Linked DNA regions of Mus musculus: all the other regions are linked to region 5. A link is a contact called in public Hi-C, HiCAR-type and promoter capture Hi-C data. All regions are on one chromosome and are shown on one strand. Each heading gives the region's core, a stretch centred on a gene start, on an enhancer-like site or on the middle of the called end of the contact. The rest is flanking DNA. Distances are from core to core; before and after follow the strand shown.

Evidence for each region. Promoter capture Hi-C pulls out the DNA fragments that hold promoters and counts their contacts. A called contact is a pair of places that touch in the nucleus more often than the background predicts. HiCAR-type assays count read pairs that join an accessible place to other places.
Region 1: a contact with region 5 is called in a promoter capture Hi-C map of pre-B cells, with 4 times the contacts expected there. The contact joins the promoter of Arpc1a here to the promoter of Pomp in region 5. A contact is called at or near these places in 2 of 39 promoter capture datasets (liver and pre-B cells).
Region 2: a contact with region 5 is called in a promoter capture Hi-C map of pre-B cells. The contact joins the promoter of Zfp655 here to the promoter of Pomp in region 5. A contact is called at or near these places in 3 of 39 promoter capture datasets (the C10 cell line, liver and pre-B cells).
Region 3: a promoter capture Hi-C map of pre-B cells shows a contact between it and region 5. The contact joins the promoter of Pdap1 here to the promoter of Pomp in region 5. A contact is called at or near these places in 2 of 39 promoter capture datasets (liver and pre-B cells).
Region 4: a promoter capture Hi-C map of pre-B cells shows a contact between it and region 5. The contact joins the promoter of Cpsf4 here to the promoter of Pomp in region 5. A contact is called at or near these places in 2 of 39 promoter capture datasets (liver and pre-B cells).
Region 6: a Hi-C map of B cells shows a contact between it and region 5, with 5 read pairs. The contact joins the promoter of Arpc1b here to the promoter of Pomp in region 5. A contact is called at or near these places in 1 of 39 promoter capture datasets (pre-B cells) and 1 of 484 Hi-C or Micro-C datasets (B cells).
Region 7: a contact with region 5 is called in a HiCAR-type map of astrocytes, with 5 times the contacts expected there. The contact joins the promoter of Atp5j2 here to the promoter of Pomp in region 5. A contact is called at or near these places in 2 of 115 datasets of contacts at active chromatin or transcription factors (astrocytes and large pre-B cells).

Annotation. Positions count from the first base shown.
Region 1 is chr5:145,082,510-145,085,209 of GRCm38.p6, reverse strand. It overlaps Arpc1a (actin related protein 2/3 complex, subunit 1A), which reads right to left and starts at 1,341. Exons shown (of 10, transcript NM_019767.2): 1 at 1,238-1,341.
Region 2 is chr5:145,230,470-145,233,237 of GRCm38.p6, reverse strand. Zfp655 (zinc finger protein 655) reads right to left here and starts at 1,496. Exons shown (of 4, transcript NM_028298.4): 1 at 1,407-1,496. It also overlaps Gm6287.
Region 3 is chr5:145,138,573-145,141,420 of GRCm38.p6, reverse strand. It overlaps Pdap1 (PDGFA associated protein 1), which reads left to right and starts at 1,396. Exons shown (of 6, transcript NM_001033313.4): 1 at 1,396-1,454. The coding sequence starts at 1,442. Bud31 (BUD31 homolog) reads right to left here and starts at 1,045. Exons shown (of 6, transcript NM_001310771.1): 1 at 979-1,045; 2 at 1-116.
Region 4 is chr5:145,165,778-145,168,764 of GRCm38.p6, reverse strand. It overlaps Cpsf4 (cleavage and polyadenylation specific factor 4), which reads right to left and starts at 1,552. Exons shown (of 8, transcript NM_001291248.1): 1 at 1,306-1,552. The coding sequence starts at 1,408. Ptcd1 (pentatricopeptide repeat domain 1) reads left to right here and starts at 1,661. Exons shown (of 9, transcript NM_133735.2): 1 at 1,661-1,811.
Region 5 is chr5:147,859,281-147,862,074 of GRCm38.p6, reverse strand. It overlaps Pomp (proteasome maturation protein), which reads right to left and starts at 1,447. Exons shown (of 6, transcript NM_025624.3): 1 at 1,384-1,447. The coding sequence starts at 1,386.
Region 6 is chr5:145,112,823-145,115,522 of GRCm38.p6, reverse strand. It overlaps Arpc1b (actin related protein 2/3 complex, subunit 1B), which reads right to left and starts at 1,267. Exons shown (of 10, transcript NM_023142.2): 1 at 1,182-1,267.
Region 7 is chr5:145,189,962-145,192,814 of GRCm38.p6, reverse strand. It overlaps Atp5j2 (ATP synthase, H+ transporting, mitochondrial F0 complex, subunit F2), which reads left to right and starts at 1,274. Exons shown (of 4, transcript NM_020582.3): 1 at 1,274-1,312. The coding sequence starts at 1,300.

The sequences.
Region 1 (2,700 bases), core at 92-2,591, 2.8 Mb after region 5:
AAAACACTGCCACCCATCCTCTAAAGGAGTCTGCAATTTCCAATGGGTCCTCTCAGCTGTGAACAGCATATGAATTGAAGAAGCCTTCCCCCAACCCCCACCCCTGAGACAGCCAGTGACTTGATCTAATGGGGTAAACACCCGGGACTGATAACTTATAGAGACCTGAAATCCTAAGGCCTACTAGGAAACCAAAAGATTAAGGGAACTGATAAAATAGGATGCCAACCTAGGTCATTTCAGAAACTGGGCAAGGAGAAGATAGGAGAGAAACACACCATGACAACAGATGGCTTTATACTCAGAGATTCTAAGCTGCAATTTATTAAGTGCCTCCCATGTTCCCAACAGTGTTCAGTATCTGAACGGGGCCAGGAACATGAATAAATCCTTGTCCTCATGTCCTTCTCCGGAGGAAAGAGAGCAGAAAGTAAAGGAAGGCAGATATGCCTTGAAAGTCTCAGAAGCACCAGTAATGGCTATCATTTATTATCAGATCATTTGAACAGCTTCTCTGGGTTAGGAATTGCTGTAAGCAACTCAAGCACACGAACTCCACGCGAAACCCATAAAACCAAGTAGACTAAGAATCTTCTTACTGCAGCTGGGGAAACTGAGGCACCAAGAAACAACCTTCCCAGAGACACCTGACAAAGTGGCAGAGTCAAACGGGAACTCGGAGGGTTCTACATAAAGGACCCTATGAATACGGGTGCAGAGGAGAGTACAAGTCTGACTTGCGGGGGCGGGGGCTAGAGCTAGGGAATCTTAAGGTTACTGGAAAGATGGGCTTTCTCTTGCTGGGAAGGGTTCCCCAATAACTGACGGTTCGGAGGCTGCTCTAGGCAACATCCTAGATGTTGACGAGATGAACAGATACTCGTGACAAGCCACCGGGGGATGGGGGGGGAGATCCGCCCGTCTAAACTAATTTTACAGATTGTGGTAAATGCTCACAGTAGGGGTGCAAATGGTACTATGGGGGTGTCGGAAGCCGAGTTGTTCCTTCTCTCATCCGAGATGGAGGGCAGCTGGAAAGTGCTCAGAAACGCTCGGTCTGTGTGTGAGGGGGGCACCAGGGACTCAGAGGTAACCACGAAGGGCTGAGATCCCGGGCCCCTCAGCTCCAGACCCCGCGCCTAACAGCCCTGGGCCCGCCGCCCCCGCGTGCCATAGAACATACAAAAAAAAAAATGGAGGCGACCCGGGCCAGACTCTCCGCCCTGTGGCTCCTTACCTGAGGTTGGGGAGGTCTGGAGGTCCGGAGCGGACGATTCGCGGACTCTGGTCAGTCGACGCGAACTGGCTCCGGCGGGCGCGGACGGAGGAGGGAGGCCTAGAGGGAGAGGCTGACAGATCCCGGAAGTGACCGGAGCGCCTGCGCAGAGCGGCCGCTCTCAGCTGGCGCTTGGCGCAGGCGCAGGCGCAGAACGTAGCCTTTGTTGGCGTGTTCTGTCTGAAGAGCGGCTGCTGCTCAGGTGAGGCAGCCGCTCGTCAGCGCTAGGGCGTGCTTGTGGAACTGGATGGGCGTCCTACTCCTTTCTTTAAGGAGGTTTTAACACACACACATTTCTGAACCATGGCCCAAGTGTGCAGCGTTGGGAGCTTCTCAAGTGCTTTTTGTTACAAATTACTGAGCTAGGATCTCTCAGGCTTTGTGGTTCTGAAGAACAATTCAAAATAAAATAAAATAAAATAAAAATATTTATGTGGCTGGGCGGTGGAGGCGCACGCCTTTAATCCCAGCACTTGGGAGACAGAGGCAGGTGGATTTCTGAGTTTGAGGCCAGCCTGGACTACAGAGTGAGTTCCAGGACAGTCAGGGCTACACAGAGAAACCCTGTCTCCAAAAAAAAAAAAAAAAAAAAGAATTATATGGATGTCTGTGTCGGTATACGCATGTGAATTCAGGTGCCCCTGGAGGCCAAGAGAGCAACAGATCCTCTTGGAGCTGGAATTGTAAGTTACACCATGTGGGTGCTGGGAACTGAACTCAGGTCCTCAGCGAGAACAATACAATCTTTTAAGCTGAGCCATCTTGCCAGCCCTTGAAACTATGTTTGTGTTCCTTCATAGAGGGTGGGTCAGAACTGGTGACTATTTTCTGCCTGGCGGACTGTCCCTGTCCTGGACCCTCAGTAGAAAGTCTCAAGTCTACCTAAGAGTCCCCTTGACTGTTCCTAGATCAGGACCACTTGTTCCTGCACCCACAATGACACCACAAGAAGGCGCAATGGTGACATGGAAAGAGTGTATTCTATGTAGATGCAATTTATAAGAACTGCCCTGAATGCTACATCCAGTCAGACTGTTGCCCCTGCTCTGGTAGAAATTATGAAGCAACCAGTTAAGTACCCAGGTTCCACTAGAGGTAGGCACCCCAGTCCTTGTCTTGTGGTGGTCTATATATTTGACCCAGTGGACAGTAAACACTGCCCTAACAGAAATAAGGGAATAGTCTATTTCGAGTCAAATATCCATGAGCATTGCTTAGCAGTGCTCGGATTCCTTACCCTAAGTGTTTGCCCCACCTTGAAAACAGTTGCGTTATGGTCTTTAGAATTATTATCGGTCTGTGTGTGTGTGTGTGTGTGTGTGTGTGTGTGTGTGTGTGTGAGTGTGTGTGTGTGTGAGTGTGAGTGTGTGTGTGAGTGTGTGTGTGAGTGTGAGTGTGTGTGTGTGCTGTGTGAGTGGGTAGCA
Region 2 (2,768 bases), core at 247-2,746, 2.6 Mb after region 5:
TGCCTAAGGGTTGGGATTAAAGACCAGCACCACCACACTCAGCTAAAAGCAGACTTTAAAAAAAAAAAAAAAAAACCAGCCTGAAGGTGGTAGTACAAGCCTTTAATTCCAGCACTGGTGAGGCAGAAGCAGGTAGACACGAGTTTGGAGCTAACCTGATCTACATTCCAAGACAGCCAGTGCCTCAGAAAGAAACCCTGTCTAGAAACCCAGCCCCACTAGATTTTAGTTGTCACAGTCCACAGACTTAAGTTTCTCTAAATGTAATTAAGTAAAGTGCATGGTAATTAGGGCCCAAGAAGGGTTTAAAACCTAAAAAGTTACCAAAATAAACAAAAAGAAAAACACAGAAGCAGGAGATGCCTGTAATTTAAGGGTAGAGTACTTCCTAGTATGCACAAGGCCCTACCTTCAATCCATAACAACCTCCCCCTTCACAAAAAAACAAACATGAGTACCATTCGGTTTCAAAACTTAAAACCCAAACAGGAAGGTGTAAGAATTCGATATTACTCAGACTCTACTGAACAATCCCAAATCTGTGGTTTAAAATATATGTGTGTGTGTGTGTGTGTGTGTGTGTGTATCGCTGGGCGTGTAATCCCAGCTCTCGGAAGATTTAGACAGGAGGTTCAGAAGTTCAAGGTTAGCCTCAAAGCTGTCTTTTAAAAACCCAAACCAAAACAACAACAACAACAACAACAACAAAATAGCTACCATTAAAAGAATTTTTTTCAACACAGTACAACTGCGTAAACCTTTCCATGGAGCGTCCTAAGTAATTTAGAGGCTCAAGCTGAGACCCAGTGAAACACGCCAGATAAGATTACTCATTGTTTTTCTCAAAAGCAGGCCCCTTAGGAATCATGTGGTAAGCGGTAAGGCCGTTCTGCATTACTCAATGGGCCCCGATGAATAATGATACAACTCACTTAGGAGACAGACCCTTAGGGCAGGCTGGTCGAGCCACCTGCGCGCAGCACGAGGGAGGGCTGCGAGGAGCCTGGTGTCCTTCAGATCCAAGGACGAGCCCGGGTTCCGTCCACCGTCCACCGTCCACCGCCCTCCGCCAGGCTCCCGGCCCGTCCGCAGGCCTCGCCCAGAGCCACCCTCCGCCTACCTCTCTCTTGGGCAAAGGTTCGGTCCCCAGAGGGCGAAGCGGGCCACAAGACCGAGCTGCCACCCGGGCCCGGCCACTGGGTTCGCACCACGGGGCCACCCCGGCTCCCCGGGCTCCGCGACGAACCCGGGAAGAGGGGAAAACAGGGCCGCGAGCCCGGCCTTCCGCGCGCCCCAGCTCCGGGAACAGCCGTCAGCCCGCACGCGGCGCCTCCTGCGCGTCCGCCCCGCGGGCCAAACAAGCGGTCGCTCCCACGGCGACGCGACAACGGTTCCCCGGGACTCACCCAGGTGGAGAGGCGGGCCTGGAGACTGTCCCGTCACGGAGGCGCTCCTCGCTCAGCTGCACCAGCCTGTCCGGGGCCACTCTCTCGACTGCCAGAAGGCTGACGCCTTACGTCACTTCCGGCGACGGAAGTCCACGGGAGGGCGGTCCCGGGTGAGGTTCCCGGATGAAGAGCAGGGGTGAGGGTGTCCCGGGTCGAGCTGTCAGCTGACGGACACGGGATGCGGTCTCGTGGGTGGGGTCCGCAGCATCGCTAGATAAGGCCTTAGTTGCTGTTGTGCTTCGCTTTCTCGAGGTCGCACAGCCCTCCCTGCTGATTAGGGCGCATCTTACACCAGGAGGGCGACAGAGGTTGGGAAAGAACTCCCGACTCCTCCCGGGCCGCAAGAGCGTGCAGGAGGATTCCTAAGCAGAAGATGAAATACCACCCTCGTGTCTAATACTGGTTTGGTCCGGCTTTATTTCTCCTAGGAAGTGCCTGACCCCAAATTGCCCACAGAAAGGGACATACTAGGTGTTGCCCTGCCTGGAAGGGACAAACGTTTTCCCCAAGAGGATTCGCCCAAGGTCACCAAGATTTTCCTGTCAGGCCCTACTTTGAGTCCCACCCTTTCCTTCATGTTTGATTCTTTGCCTACCATGAGGTGAGCAACTTCTTCCAACAGGAGTTCTTCGCTGTGTGCAGCTTCACTGTAGACACAAAGGGAGCAAGTTTAACTGAGAACTGTTTGAAACTGTGACACAAAAATCTCTCCTCAAGCTTGATTATCTCAACTATTTTTGCAATAGTAGATGCAAAGCCAAGACTCCCATAATTTTGTTCCCCTGGAAATTAGTGAAGCTCAGAATCTTGTAATTTACAATCTTATAATTATCTAGTATTAGGAACAACTGCTACATAAATCAAATATTTTAAAATACTGCCCAAGGGCTGAAGACGTGGCTCAGTGTTGAAGAGCACTGTTGCACTTCCAGAGTACAAAGGTTCGCTAAGTTCCCAGAACTCAAACTGTGGCTAACAACCCTGTCACTAGGTTCTAGAGGTGGATCTAATGCCCTCTGACCATGGGAGACGCTGACCACCCCAGGTGAACATATATGCATGCAGGCAAAGGATACACATATAAAAAATTATTTGGCTTGGAGAAATGGCTTACCAAGTAAAAGCCCTAACTGTTCTTGCAAAGGACCGGAGCTCAGTTCCTAGTTCCCACGGTGGCTCACAACCAGTGTAACTCCAAATCCAGAGGGTTGGATGGTCTCTCTTGGGCTCCTGTCACACATTTGGCACAGTGCACACATATGCACACACATACACACACAAAATAAAAATAAATCTTAAGGGAAAAAAAAACTGCCCACA
Region 3 (2,848 bases), core at 147-2,646, 2.7 Mb after region 5:
TAATATAAAAAAAATTCTTGGTCTTCACAGTTACAAAGCTGTGTTCTTGTCCAGATTTACCAACTATTCTGTGACTCTGGGGGAGATCACTTTTCTTCTGCAGTCTTCTGTCTCATCTGTAGAATAAAAGCAGTAGATTACACACGTTAAATAGCCGCCAAAAATCTCTCTTTTTAGAACAACAAAGCAGGCCAGTCAAAATCTAAATAGAAACGCTGTTTTCTTCTTCTTCCGATTGCATAAAGCTTTCTAGCTGGCAAAGAGTAACCTATCAGCATAACAGACTCATCTGCTCAAAACTGTCTTTAGTCCCATCCACTGTATGGTGACTGACACTTTACAATCCCCTATTCCCACACCCCTTCTTAACAATTTAATAAATTAAGAATAAAACTCTTAAGACGTGGACTCAGGGTCACATTGCTGACAACCAGTGAGTCTAACAGATTAGAGGCTCCTGACTTCCCCATCAGTGGTCTTTGCTCTGGTTTTTCCAGCGCTTACGTTAAAAGATAGATTGACTCTGAGCCCTTCCCAGGGCGCACAGCCTGATTAGAGAATCACTTTCTCCTGACCTAGGAGGACTCAACCCGAGAGGCTCTCGGGGCCGGGGAGAGGTAAAACGAAGAGGCGATCGGATCAGGAGGAAAGAGGTGTTGTGTTGGGCTGTTTACAGACGTAGAAGAGCGGGAAAAGGGGTGAACAAGAGCGAAGTTACGGAAGGGACAGTGGCAGAAAACTCAAGAGCAGCATCTGAGAAAAAAAGCGGTGTTTAGACAGAAAACGGTCCCGGAAGAGAAAACGACGTGGGAAAAAAACACACACGCAGAGAGAGAAAGAGCGAGCCCCAAGTTTACCATCCCCTGTGCAAGTCATCGGAGACTCCAGCCTCTGCCGCATAAGCAGCTCACACAGCTCTCCTGCCCGTAACCATTGCCAAAGATACGGTACTCGAGAACCGAGCAGAGAAACACTCACCGGAAACTCAAGCACCTAAGGCCGCTGCTTCTTTATTGACGGCTTCCGCTCCGGCGACAAACTCTTCAGAATAAGGCCCTCGCGGGGCCCCGCCCACCTCGCGCGGAGATTGCGTCATCTTAGGTGTCCCTGGCGCTGCCTTTGTAGAATTCCGTAAACCGTACGGCCCTTTTCCTCTCACTTCCTGTAGGGGTGGCCCACACGGCTACGTGTCTCCTCGGACAGGGACACCGGGGAACGCGGATTCCTGGCAGTACATATTCTGGTCAGGAATTCAGGCACCTCCCAAGACAGCCCGGCCTCGGTGTGAGGTCCCAGATCCTCGCAGCCGTGGCGGCGGTGGCGGCGTCAGTGGCGCGCGGAGAGGGAACCAAGCCGGGCGGAAGAAGTCGATTCCAAGGAGTTTCCGGTTCCGGTGTCAGTTCGAGGCGCCGCCGCCGCCGCTGCAGCCGCCGGAGCCGAGATGCCTAAAGGAGGTGAGGGGGTGGGCGCGCGTGGTTCGCGTGGCTTCTCTAGTGGCGGCCGTAGGCGGGCTGCCGCGGACCCCTCAGCCCGCGGGTCTGGGGCCTCTAAGAGATCCGCGCTGAAGGAGGCCATCCCCGTCGCCTCCCAGCCATGCGTGGGCCTCGACGCTCAATTGTCCTGCCTGGGAAGCCGAGGACCACAGTGGTTGAGGGCCTCTCCGTCGGGGATTTTTGAGGAGACTCACGGGTGCTGGGTCCTTGTCCTTGAGGAGAGCAGGACCCAGGAGTCTCGGCCAAGCCTCCGGAGCATCTGAAGTTTGTCCTCCCATTTGGCTGGCCGGAGACTGAGTCACCGCGTCCCGCGCTGGTGCGGTGCCTGGCTGCCTCGAGCATAAAATGTGGCTTTTGTGGAGCTTTTGAGGAGCCACGCCTGCCTCATAATAAGACCTTGACTTGATGATGTGGGACCTGGCTCTGATTCTCTCCTTGCACCGTAGCCACTAAGGATGTGCTTCTGAGCCAGTCGCCTAACTTCTTTGTGTCCCGGTTTTGTCGTTTCCAAAAAGGGGGTTGGGGTGGGGGACATTGATTATATTTTCCTCCTGTTATGAGAGAGGCATAAACTAGGTAGCCCACGTACTCAGCCCAGTGCCCCGCAGCCCCTAAATGTTCAGCTATTACTGTGTGTAGAGACCAAGAAAACAAGTGTTTCCCATCGTACATTGGTTTCACCCCTTAGAATCAGGGGTTTGAATACCAGATATATCACATCTTAAGTCTGTGGCCTCAAACAAAACTTTTCCAGTTCGTTTTCTTCATCTGAACTACAGGGGTATTAATAAGGCTTAGTTGGATGAGTAGGAGACAGGCGGACAGGAGTTACGGTGGCAGAATAAATCGCTCTAAGGGCCTGGCTAGCTCCCAGCACAGAACAGATGTTCAGTAAATGTTGGCAGCTCACGTGTTAAGCCAGTTAATGCAGTGAGCCCACAGGAACATCTGCCTGGAGATTTTCAAGCTTAAATTGCTTCCTGTCAATATTCAGATATTAGGCTCTACAGGGCCAAGTGTGTCTAAATCTAGTTCTCTGCTGATTTATCCTGCGTCTAGAGGAGCACTGTCTTTGTTTCACAGTCTCATCTTTAAAAGGCAAAGGAACTTTTTTCAGCTCCTGACTCCAAGGTTGAGAATTACAGTTCGGCAGTCTTGAATATGAAATCATGGCTAATGGACTTAGTCTTGATTTCTGGGAAGCTTTGCAGGCAGATAAACAAAGCTTGTTTCCTTGCTTGGGCTAACATGAGAAAACAGTGATTAAAAACTATTTTAAAAAATCCCCCAGGAGCAAAGGACCAATTCTGTTTTCAGTATACTGTGAATTATTTTTTTAAAGCATCTTGAAAGAG
Region 4 (2,987 bases), core at 303-2,802, 2.7 Mb after region 5:
ACCAACCAACAACCCACATTCTTGGGGCCCTAGCATTTATATACCCTCTTAAGAGTCCTCCGAATTCCAAATGCCACACAATGGCAAAAACTATCTGCCATTGGCAGTATCACACTCCTGCTAAGGAATGAGGCAAATCATAGTCAGCTGCTATGGAAAATCTGAAGCAGCCCCAGATCCCATATCTGGGATTAAAATAAAAATATATTCCTATTTCTGTAGTTTTCTGGGTTCTGGATTTTGTTTGTTTGTTTTTGTTTTTTTCCCTTCAAGACAGGGTTTCTCTGTGTAGTCCTGGCTGTCCTGGAACTCACTCTGTAGACCAGGCTGGCCTTGAACTCAGAAATCCACCTGCCTCTGCCTCCTAAGAGCCATGATTAAAGGCGTGCGCCACCACTGCCCGGCTATTTCTGTGTTTTTTAAAGAAACCCAAATCTTTACTTCAAGTGCACACTTGCCTCCACAGGTTTGTGGATCTATTGCCCCACACAAATGTTCCATGGTCTCAAGGCAGTGCCATCAAATTGAGTAAAAACCTAGTGCTTAAAAGGCTAGCCTGATCTATAGAGTGAGTTTCAGGACAGCCAGGGCTATACAGAGAAACTCTGTCTCGAAAAACAACAACAACAAAGAGTAGACATATGTGCAAGGACGACCTGGCCAAAGAGGACAGTTCTGTCTGAATTGAAGCAGCTCCCCCAAACGGAAGATATATCCCACCAGAACAGGAAAACCATCTCATCACATGAAGAGGGACAGTAAATATAGCTCGGTCTAAAGGTTCGCTGGGGGCCTGAGTTGGGACAGGTGACCCGGAGGTGGGGTAGTGAGGAAAACGGACAATTCCAGGACAGGGAAGGATTTCCCAGGAGCTAGACTAAAGCAAGCCTGGAATATGAGGGTCTACTTGGAGTCTTCGACAGTCAGATACACTCAGACTCTTCTACCGCCTAGTTCTGATGAAAGTAGAGAGGAGCACGCTAAGAGGTGGAAATGGGGGACATTCTAAGACTTTGCTGAAGTTGGAGCAGGATGGGAGAAGGCAGTTCCACTTCAGGATGACACGCGTTCACTGGAGAATTACGCGAACAACCGACACAGTCCTGCTGTCCCGAGGATTGCCACGGAGCAGTCCCCGGGGATCAAGGATCCAAGGAAAGGTCTCCCCGAGTTCAAGTGACACCGGGAAGTCCCAGGACGGAAGCGGAGGAACTAGGCGAGGGTCCCGGGTTCCAGGGCCCAGGGCTGGGGTAACCTCTGGTCAGAATCAGACTCGCCCACCCACCCGCCGGGCCCCGCACTCACTATCCATGCCGGGGAAGGGCAGCGGCTGCGCCCCGAGCTGCTGCTCCACGGCGATCTCCAAGTCGAACTTGATGTGATCTACGCTGGCGATTATTTCCTGCATGGCGGCGGCGGCGGCCTCGGGCCCAGCTCCCCCTCAGGTCTCTCAGCCGCTCTCCGCAACTCACGCTACCTCTCCCCGTCCCCTTCTCGCTTGCCGCCACCGCCGCCGCCGCAGCCGCCGCCCCGCGAGGGATGCCGGGAGCGCTGGAGCCCGCGCCGGCCCTTTTTTCCCATCCAGACTCAGCCAACGGAGCTCAGAGTCCGGCCACTCCTTCAGGCCTGACTAGCCGCCGACCGATCGCCTGTTTCTTTCGGTTCTGTATCTTACACAAGAGGCGGCGACGCAAGTGCGCCTGCGCGGGATCTCCGTAGTCTGTGCTGAGGGCAGGAACGCTGTCTCTGGAGCCGCGGTCCCTCGACTCTGAGGACGTCTCACTAGGGGCTCGCCGCTTAGAACGCTCAGAGTGAGTTTCTGTTCAACCCTCATAGGAAACCCGGAAGCCGGGTGGAAATTGGACCTGAGGGACTTTGTCCAAGCTCAGATGCGAAAACGGAGGATCTAAAGGCCTGGGGAGAGGAAGCAAGGGGCGACCTAGGGTCCCAGGTCTCTCTGTGGGTGTAGCTCTAATGCAGACGTTTAAAAGTCGGGTAAGGGGGCAGGAGGTGTGGCTCAGTTGGTAAAGTGCTTGCCCCACCACCGCATAAGCCGGTAGTGTTAGTACAGACTTGTAATCCCACTAACTGGCAAGTGGAGGCAGAAGGGTCAGAAGCTCAAGACCAGACTGCATTACATGAGACCCTGGAGAGCGAGTCAACCTAGTAGAGCTAAGCCTCAAAATACCGTCATACCTCTTTTCCCTGTTATTATGTCTTGTTTTTGTTGTTGTTTGTTTGTTTTGTTTTTTTATTAAAGGGCTTCAAAGTAAGCAGGCCCAGCACAGCCTAATAAAAATAGAATGCGAGGGTGAGAGGGTGTAGCTCTGTGAGAGGGAGCATGTGCATATATGTGCCTTCCACACCACTCGAGTGCAGATTAGGGAAAAGCTTGTACCACAAGTCCTTCCAAGTATGTTCAGGAATCAAGCTCAGGTCACCGAGCTCTGCAGTAAGCACCTTTATCTGCTGAGACCCTCTTGAGCCTCTTGTTGTTGTTGTCGAGACTGGGGATCTCTAGGTAGCCCTGAGTAGCGTGGACTCACAGTTGTAGACCAGACTGGCATTGAACTCATAGAAATTCTCCTGCCTCTGTCTCCCTGGTGCAGGGCCTAAAGGCATGGCCCATCACGACTTACTCTTACTTTTTAAAGACAATCTCATGAAGCCCAGGCTGGTCTTGAAGTTGACATTATAGCTGAGGGTGACCCTGAATTTCTGACTCTTTTCTACCCAGCTGAGATAGTAAGTTTGACTGATCTCCCACTCCCCACCCTGCACAGAGCCAGGTCTTCCTAACTCAGAGCCTACCCTCTGAGTAAACTTGTCTCTCTTTTCTGACTCTTTTTAAAAAAGATTTGTTTGTTTATTTATTTATTTATTTAATGTATGTGAGTACACTATAGTTGTACAGATGGCTGTGAGCCTTCATGTGGTTGTTGGGAATTGAAATTTTTTAGGACCTCTGCTCGCTCTGGTAGGCCCTG
Region 5 (2,794 bases), core at 198-2,697:
TCTGACAGAAAGGGGGAGGAGCTGTCTTCTATGATTAAAAATAAATGCAGCTAGTTGAAACAGTGCAAAAGGCTAAAAACAGCTCCTTTGGAACTGTCACTGTCACCCGACATCTGACAGCACAAACTGCTTAGATACAGGTGACCTGGTCTCTGTTACTAGTCTAGACCAAACAATTCTGAGAAAGCAGCTAGTTGATAGACTTACTTCACCTGTGTATTTGACCTGGCAGCTCGCATGGGGGGGAATGTCAGCAGCCCCAACTGGGTCTTGCTTGAGCCTCACCAGTCTCCCCAATTCTGCACAAGGTTTCCCCAAAACACACCACCTCACCAACAAAATCGCTAACAATCTCCTTCTAGACCTCATTAACATCTGAGAAATAGAGTTCGGGGCTCCAACTCTATAATTCAAGGGCCTGGTACTGTTGGTGTCCCCACTCTTCACACAGGAAACCACGGGGATCAGGAAGACAACAGGTAATCTATCCTGGACAGTCACCTACTCCGTGACTGCCAGTCAAGCACAGACTTCCAGGACTGGCCCTGTCTATGATTATAGCTGTCCCAATGCTGACTGACACCACTACAGTACAGTGTTCTCCTGGGGACAGATGTACTGAAAAGCACCAAAGGAGAAGTTTCGCTACACACAAAGGGGAAATTCTGAACTCTAGTATTGCTGTTACTATCGTCCCGGTGTCCTTTTGTAAAATATGAGGACTCCTTAAGGTTCTAGTTCAGTGTCAGATACAAGTTAAGTCTATGAAGACCTAAAAACCATTCATATTTCAGCGTTTCTCACATTCCTTTACACTGGTTAGCGGTCTCTGCCAATCCAAGCTTTCTGGACGTGGGCAGATGGCGTGCGGAGGAGTGCCATAGTGACTCAGGACTATGCTCAAAGAGAAACAGAAAGTGGGGCAGGAGGAGAGGCCAGAAGGGGAGGAGAGGCCAGAGGGGGATGCGAGGGAGTTCAAGCACTAACTATACGAACAAAACGGGAGCGACACATGGCACACAGAGAGATGTTTGTAAACCGAGGCTGAGCTGTACGAATGCAACGGGCGGTCGTGCGCCTTGGCGGGTGTAGGGGTGCAGTCACCCTAAGGGAGAAGGCACGTGGCGTGTCCCAACACGCACACAAGGCTTGGCTTTCGGAGGTGCCCAGTGCATGGAGTGCATCCGCCTCCACTGCTGGGAAGGGGCGCTGTGGCCTGGGAGGCCCGGGGAACTGACCCGCGCCGTCCGATCGGAGCCAGGACCACCCGAGAGAGTGCAGCCCGGGTCCCGCCCACGTCAGACACCCGCCGGGACCGGGCAGTCGCGATCGTGCCCGCACCACGAGTACCCGCCGCGACGGCGGCCCTCCGCGCTCACTCACCATCTTTGAAACAGCTCTGTGAGATCTATAAACCTGCTCGAGTCCGCCGGCCAAACCGCTCACTTCCGTTTCCGGGGCCGAGACGCCCACCCCTCCGCCCCATCCGCCGGAAGTGCGTCCTTCCGGCCAGGAAGGAAAGGGGGCGTGGGAGGAGCAGGGAGTAGCGTTGGGCCGGGGCTCCCACGCTCGCTGTCCCCCGGTGAGCGAGGGCCAAGGGCGCAGCTCGGGTGTGCACTGGCCCTGGCCTCGCGGGACGGTGTTAGATGGGCGTGTGCAAATGCACAGACTTCCCACGGGCCATCCAAGGACGCACGGTGGTGATTTACATAAAGTCCTTCTGCTGAGTCAAAAGTGGGACAACAGGCCTTTACGGTTTTATAAATCGAAGGTCCGAGGCTGGGTATGTGTAGAACCTAAGGAAAGGACCAAGCTAGCTTAGGCACCGAGCCTCAGGCAGAGGCGGGCTCCAGGGTTGTGGGGTGTGGATATTTCCGAACTTGGGGGGCAATCACAACCTGAGTCCCAAGTCAGGTCTGGCCACCGGTTCGTTCATAATAAGCAACTTAAAAGCGGGAGGCAGAAGGCGGCGATATGGTCAGTGTGGCCAGACTGGAAGACAGCAAAGACTTGGGAGGTTCCCTGGGACTAAGTCCTTTTCGGTGACATGGGGGTGGTGGTGGTGACAATTTTAAGTCAGGGTCATCAGAGCTAACGTATGTCAGGCTCTTAGAATTACAAATAACGTGGTTCTACATGTTGTACATGAGTCATCTCCCTAAGTCTTTTCATTAAGCTTTTTTTTTTTTTTTTGTTATTCGAGACAGGGTTTCTCTGTGTAGCCCTGGCTGTCCTGGAACTCACTCTGTAGACTAGGCTGGCCTCGAACTCAGAAATCCGCCTGCCTCTGCCTCCCAAGTGCTGGGATTAAAGGCGTGCACCACCACGCCCGGCTTTTCATTAAGCTTTTTAAAATTAATTTTTAAAGGATTCCTCTAAAACGTTTTGTTTGACTGTCTGCGTGTGCATCAGGTGTGTGCCTGGTGCCCTCACACTCTTTTGCAACATTAGCGGTGTTTGCCAACACGAAAGAGTCTTAGGGTCTTATAGGACTGGAGTTATAGGTAGATGGTTGGGAACCACCCTCTGGGTGCTGGGAAAGGGACGCAACAGATGCTCTTAACCGCGGAGCCATCTCTCCAGCCCTGTTGCTCACATTATGAGAGTATGGCATAGCACGAAGGAGAAGAAGACAAAACAGGTCTTAGCTGTGCTGGCCGGAGGATGAGGCGGCTGGTCACTTGGGTTCTGCAGTCAGAAGCAGAGAGAAATGAATGTCGTCCTCTTGTTTTTGTCTTGTTACTCAGCCTAGGACCCCAGCCTATGGGATGGCGCCTCCCACATTCAGGGTACA
Region 6 (2,700 bases), core at 18-2,517, 2.7 Mb after region 5:
ACAGAGTGAGTTCCAGGACAGCCAGAGCTATACAGAGAAACCCTGTCTCGAAAAACCAAAATAAATAAATAAATTTTCATTCACACAGACCTTTGCCTTGCACGCTTCATTGTGTGTCTTTGAGTGCCCATGGGTGTCGGGGTATTCGAACTCAGACCCTCAGGATTCCCCCTCCCCAACTCCACCCCTGTCAGTGCTTTTATTCAATGCTCCATCTCCCAGCCCCGCACATTCTCTTACAGTAGAAGCCCACGTGGTAAATCTATTCCTTTTTTATTGTCCACGTGAAGAAGTTGTTCCCTCCAAGTCGCCCCGCAGGGCTGCAGCTTCGGACCCCACCCCACCCTCCCACCTCATAAGGCCAGGTTCAAAGGAGTGCAGAAATAAGGTCTGCAGCAGCAGACAAGCAGGCACTCTGCCAAGTGTACTAGCCACATTTGGCAGCTAAGCCTCCAAATCTGGAAGGTCCCCATTTTCCAGGCAAGGCAAGTTGAGCTCTAGAGAGGCGAGGTGGCTCGACTGCGTCAGCAGCCACACCGCCCCAGGCTGGAGCTGCCTCGCGGGAACAAGCTTCATGGCCAGCACCTGGGCTGGCTCCCAGTTCAGGATTCCAGCCTATTTGCGGGCCCCACCGGGACCTGCCCTGTCCGGGGTGGCCTGGCTGGGTGCCCCTCGAGCCGCCAGGGTCCGCTCGCCCAAGCTGGGTGGAACCAGGAACCTGGACCCCTGCCGGGTATGGTCACTGGGGGATGAGGCGGGGCAGGGGTGCTAGCTCATTTCCCGGTCGCAACAACCCGGAAGGCTGCGGACCGAGGGGGAAGTGACTGAGCGTGGGGCCCTGCGCCCAAAGTAACGGGGCGACACGGGTCTCGGGGATCGAAAGCGGGGCCAGGAAAGCGGAGAGGGGGCGCGAGGCTGGGGCTGTGCCGTCTCGATGGCGTCGAGTGCGCGGGGAATCTCTGCGATTCTTCCCACCGCGCCCCGCATCCCCAGAACGCCGCCCCCCACTAGCTCCTTGCCAGCCCCACCCTCGCCGGGAGCCCCACCAGGCCCCCATGCACACGGCTCTCCACTCCTCTCTCATCCCCATCCCCCTCACCGTCGAACATCGCCTCGAGTCCCCTGACTTCTAGGTGGCCTCAGACACCACACACACCTCGCGACCACCCCGCGCCCCTCACCTCGGGTCTCCTCGGCCGCGGACTCTGGACAGTCGACGCGCCGAACCGGCTCTGAGACCCGCGCAGCGCCGCAGCCACTTCCTCGTGGGCGGGGGGCGGGGCCTTCGGGCACAGCCCCGCAGGGACCGGGGGCGGGACCCGGGCGGCTGTGGCCAGATCTCAGGGCCCGCCCACCCCTCGGGGTACTAAGCCGCCCGGACCTCAGTTAAGTCCAGCTCAGCCCAGAATTCGTTCGGAGATCGCACGCTGTTGCCCCTAACTACTTTCTGAATGGGGAAACTGAGGCTGGAAGAAGGGGGGGGGCGCTTAGAGGGCGGAAGCCCGAGATCGGGCAACCAAGAATTCAAAGGTTTTGAGGCCACACGCAGGCACCCCGCAACTTAATGACTCCTGCCCCGCCCCTCGCACTCTAGGTGCACCCCAGCCGTGGTTCCCCAGACTCTGTGTCCCAAAGATGGCAGAGTCGCTGGCGTCCAGGAAGAAGAGCACTGCCACTCCAGGTGACTTCTCGCTTCGGAAGTCCACACACTTCCCTCCAAGTTGCTGAGTAGCTTTGCAGTCAGGTGATGATGCTCCAGGGTCAAGGGTCTTCCAGGTTAGGTGCGTCTCAAGTTCCTTTTGCTGTGCCTCCCACCTTCTGAGAGCTCCTCTCTAGACTCCCAGCAATCTCCTGTATCACTAATTCTGGCTTAGAGGTGCCTGTGATAACCCACACCTGTCATCCCAGCACTGGGGAGATGGAGGAAGAGAGATGAGATTCGAGTTCACCCTTGGCTGTAGAGCTGGATGAAGGCCAGCCTGGGTTACATGAAACCCTGCCTCAAAAAAACCAAAGAAATGGGCCAGTAAGATGGCTCAGATGGCAAAGGTGCTTGCTGCCCAGCCTAAGGACCTGAATTGAACTCCCAGCACTGACTTCCACACACATGCCAGCCATAGTGAACTAGAGTGTGTAAACATACACACACACACACACACACACACACACACACACGCAGGGTAAGTAAATAAATTAATACTTTTTTTTTTTTTTTGAGCCAGGGTTTCTCTGTGTAGCCCTGATTGCCCTGGAATTAGCTCTGTAGGCCAGACTGCCCTTGAACTCAGAGATCCGCCTCTGTCTGTGTCTCCAAGTTCTGAGTTCTGGTATTAAAGCAGTGCATCATCATGCCTGGTGTAATAAAATACTCTAAGTTTGGAGCAGTTGCTGCAGTGAACACCCTGCCCATGTTCAGTGATTATGTATATGTGTGTGTGTGTATACACACACACACACACACATATACATATATAATGGTGTTGGGATTCAAACTCAGGGCCCTGCACACACAGCAGACGCTCAGTCACGGAGCTACATCCCCAGCCTTCACTTAAGTCTCCTTAAGTTTCTGGGGCTGGACTTGAAGTTACGTAGGCCTTGAGCTTGTGATTCTCCTGCCTCAGTTCCCCGTGCCACCAGACCCACCCAGCTCAGTAAGATTTAGCTCAGGTTTCCACGAGTCATCCTCCTGCCACAGAC
Region 7 (2,853 bases), core at 25-2,524, 2.7 Mb after region 5:
TGCTCTGACCATGTCCAGTCAGATGCCCATGTTAAGTCTACTTCTCTCTGCTCTTCCAGATGCCTCTGGCTGTTCCCTCTCACTCATATTTACAATAAACATCCCCTCTCCTGGGGGCTGGAGAGATGACTCAGTGGTTAAGAGCACCGACTACTCTTCCAAAAGTCCTGAGTTCAAATCCCAGCAACCACATGGTGGCTCACAACCACATGTAATGAGATCTGACGCCCTCTTCTGGCGCATCTGAAGACAGCTACAGTGTACTTACGTATAATAAATAAATAAATCTTTAAAAAAAAATCCCCTTTCCTTATGGGGGCTGGAGAGATGGCTCATCTGTTAAGAGCACTATCTGCTCTTTCAGAGGACCCAGGTTTCATTACCACAAATCACATAGGAATTCACTACTGTCTTTCTAACTTCAGCTCCAGGGGATCCAATGACCTCTTTTGACTTCAGTGGGCCCTGCATGCATGTGGTACACAGACATATATGTAGGCAAAACACCCATGTACATAAAAATAATTTTAAAAACCTTCACCTTAATTATACCATGGAGTGGTTATGTCAGTTTATACAGGCAGTGCACACATATAATTCCCATACATGAGTTGTCACTGCTAAAAGTTTCAGGCCAACCCAAAACATATACTGATTTCCAGGCTAGACTAACTCTGTTATTGCATACAGTCTTGCTGTATTTCAGGCCCAAATTTGGGAATTAATGGCAAGATAATGCCTGTAGCTATATAGTAGTCTGACTTTGGCGCTAACATGGCTTAAATCTAATACTTCTGATTTTGGGTCAAAAAAACTACCTTTACGAGCTTTAGAAAATACCCATTTAAGCAGGTGTCAGCTGTGGAGGCGTGTTTGCAATCATCATGGAAACCACTTAAGCATGTGGAGTGGAACTTCAGAGGGATTTGGGGGTCAGAGCAGTGAATAGCAAGTAAAAGGGACTGGGGAGGGTTAAAACAAATGTTCCTATTCAAGGCTTCTCTGCTTTTCTTTCTTTTCAGCATTGGGAATGGAACCAGAGCCTTAAGCACTCCGGGACTGAGCCACACCCCTAAGCCTCTCATTCCTCATGAGAGATCCAAAAGTAGAAGGCAAAAAGTCAAAAGGTCCCTTTTCTCTTTTGTCCTTTGCTTCCGCCTGGGATAGGTCTCAAAATGCTCTACCTAAGTGGTGATCTACTTCCCATGAGCCTCTGCTTCCCGCTCCGGCAGGGGTGCGTGCGCCCTTCCCAGCAGCCTTTGCGCGCGGCTGGAGTTCTGCGGACACCAGGACTTCAAGATGGCGTCACTCGGTGAGTACTCGGCCCTTTCCTGGCCTTGGGGTTGGAAGCCCGATTTGGGCACAGGCTCCAGGGCCACAGTGGGGTGAGAAGGAACCGCGGGAACTCTTGCTCTTCACCCGGGGCTTCACTGAAGCCTCCCCGGAAGCGCGCTGGACACTTACTATAAGGTCCTGTGCTCCCGCCCTCCTCCCTCCACTCTGCAGCGGATTTCTGCTGTGCATCGCCTGGCCTGGCGGTGGAAGACCCAGTCAGCACGGAGAGGCTTCTGGGGGCCTGCACATGCGTTGCCCGGAACCATTTGTCTGTCCTTCCGCGGAGGACTAAGCTGCTGCTTTTTCTTCCTGCGCGACTTGACACAGGCAGGGTCACTTGAACCTTTACGCTGGGCAGCGCTTGGACCTCCCTGGAGATGAGGCTTTCAGATTACGGTCCAGGACCAGCGAATGCCTAGAATGGTTCCCGACACCACATTATGTTACATACGTGTCGACTGAATACGCCTACTGGGGTGAAGTGACCTGTTCAAGGTCACCAGTCCTGAGAGAGCCTCGCTGGGATTCAGACCTAGGTTGGCGGGTCTCATGATAAATGAGATTACCTTTCAGAAATGTCCTTGTGACAGACAAGCAGATGTTCCCTTAACACGTACGAGTCAATCTCCACACACATTCATTGCGCACTGTTGGGATTACACATTATTGTTGTTTTTGTTATTATGTGTCCCACACGTGTCTAGGTATGGTCATGGGAATGCTGGAGCTTGTGTCCAGGTTCGAGGACAACTCCGAGGAACTCCAGTAGCCAGGCTAGCCATTTCACAGTTGTCTACCTCCTCCTTTTGAGACAGGGTTTCACCATGTAGCCCAGATTGGTCATGAACTTGCTGCCACAGTCGTGATGTATTAGCGTCTATCTCTGAGTGCTAGGATTACAGGCCTATGCTACTGTACTTAGCTTGTTACAGTGTTCTTTATCTCAGCCTGGGAAGGTGAAGGGGGGGGTGTCTAAAAACGGGGTGTGAAGGAGCTGAGCCTTTTTGATTTGGTTTGGTACTTGGTTTTGCAAGATAGGATTTCTTTGTGTAGCTCCAGCTGTAATGGAACTCATCTGTGGATCCACCTGCTTCTGTCTCCCCAGTACTGGGCTTAAAGGTGTAGGTCACTGCCACCTGGGGCATTAGCAGCTATTTTATCTGTAAAATGGTAGGAGATGGTTAGTGAACACAGCTTTCAGAAGAGACAACGGGAAGAGCATTAATGACACTGCTCAAGAGGCTGAAGAAGCACAATTGTCAGCCTGGGCCTTCCTCTCCAAAAAAAAAGTTGAAAAAATAGAAGTTTTGGATCCCAACCCCTACAGGATTTCTCTGCCACTCTGGCTATCCTTGAACTTGAACTCCACCTGCCTCTGCCTTCCCAATTGCTAGGGTTGAAGGTGTGTGCCGCCACTGCCACAACCACCACCCCTATCACTTTTTCTTGTTTTTTTTAAAGACAAGGTCTCCCTAAATAGCTGTGGCTATCCTGAAATTCACTAGATAGATCAGGCTT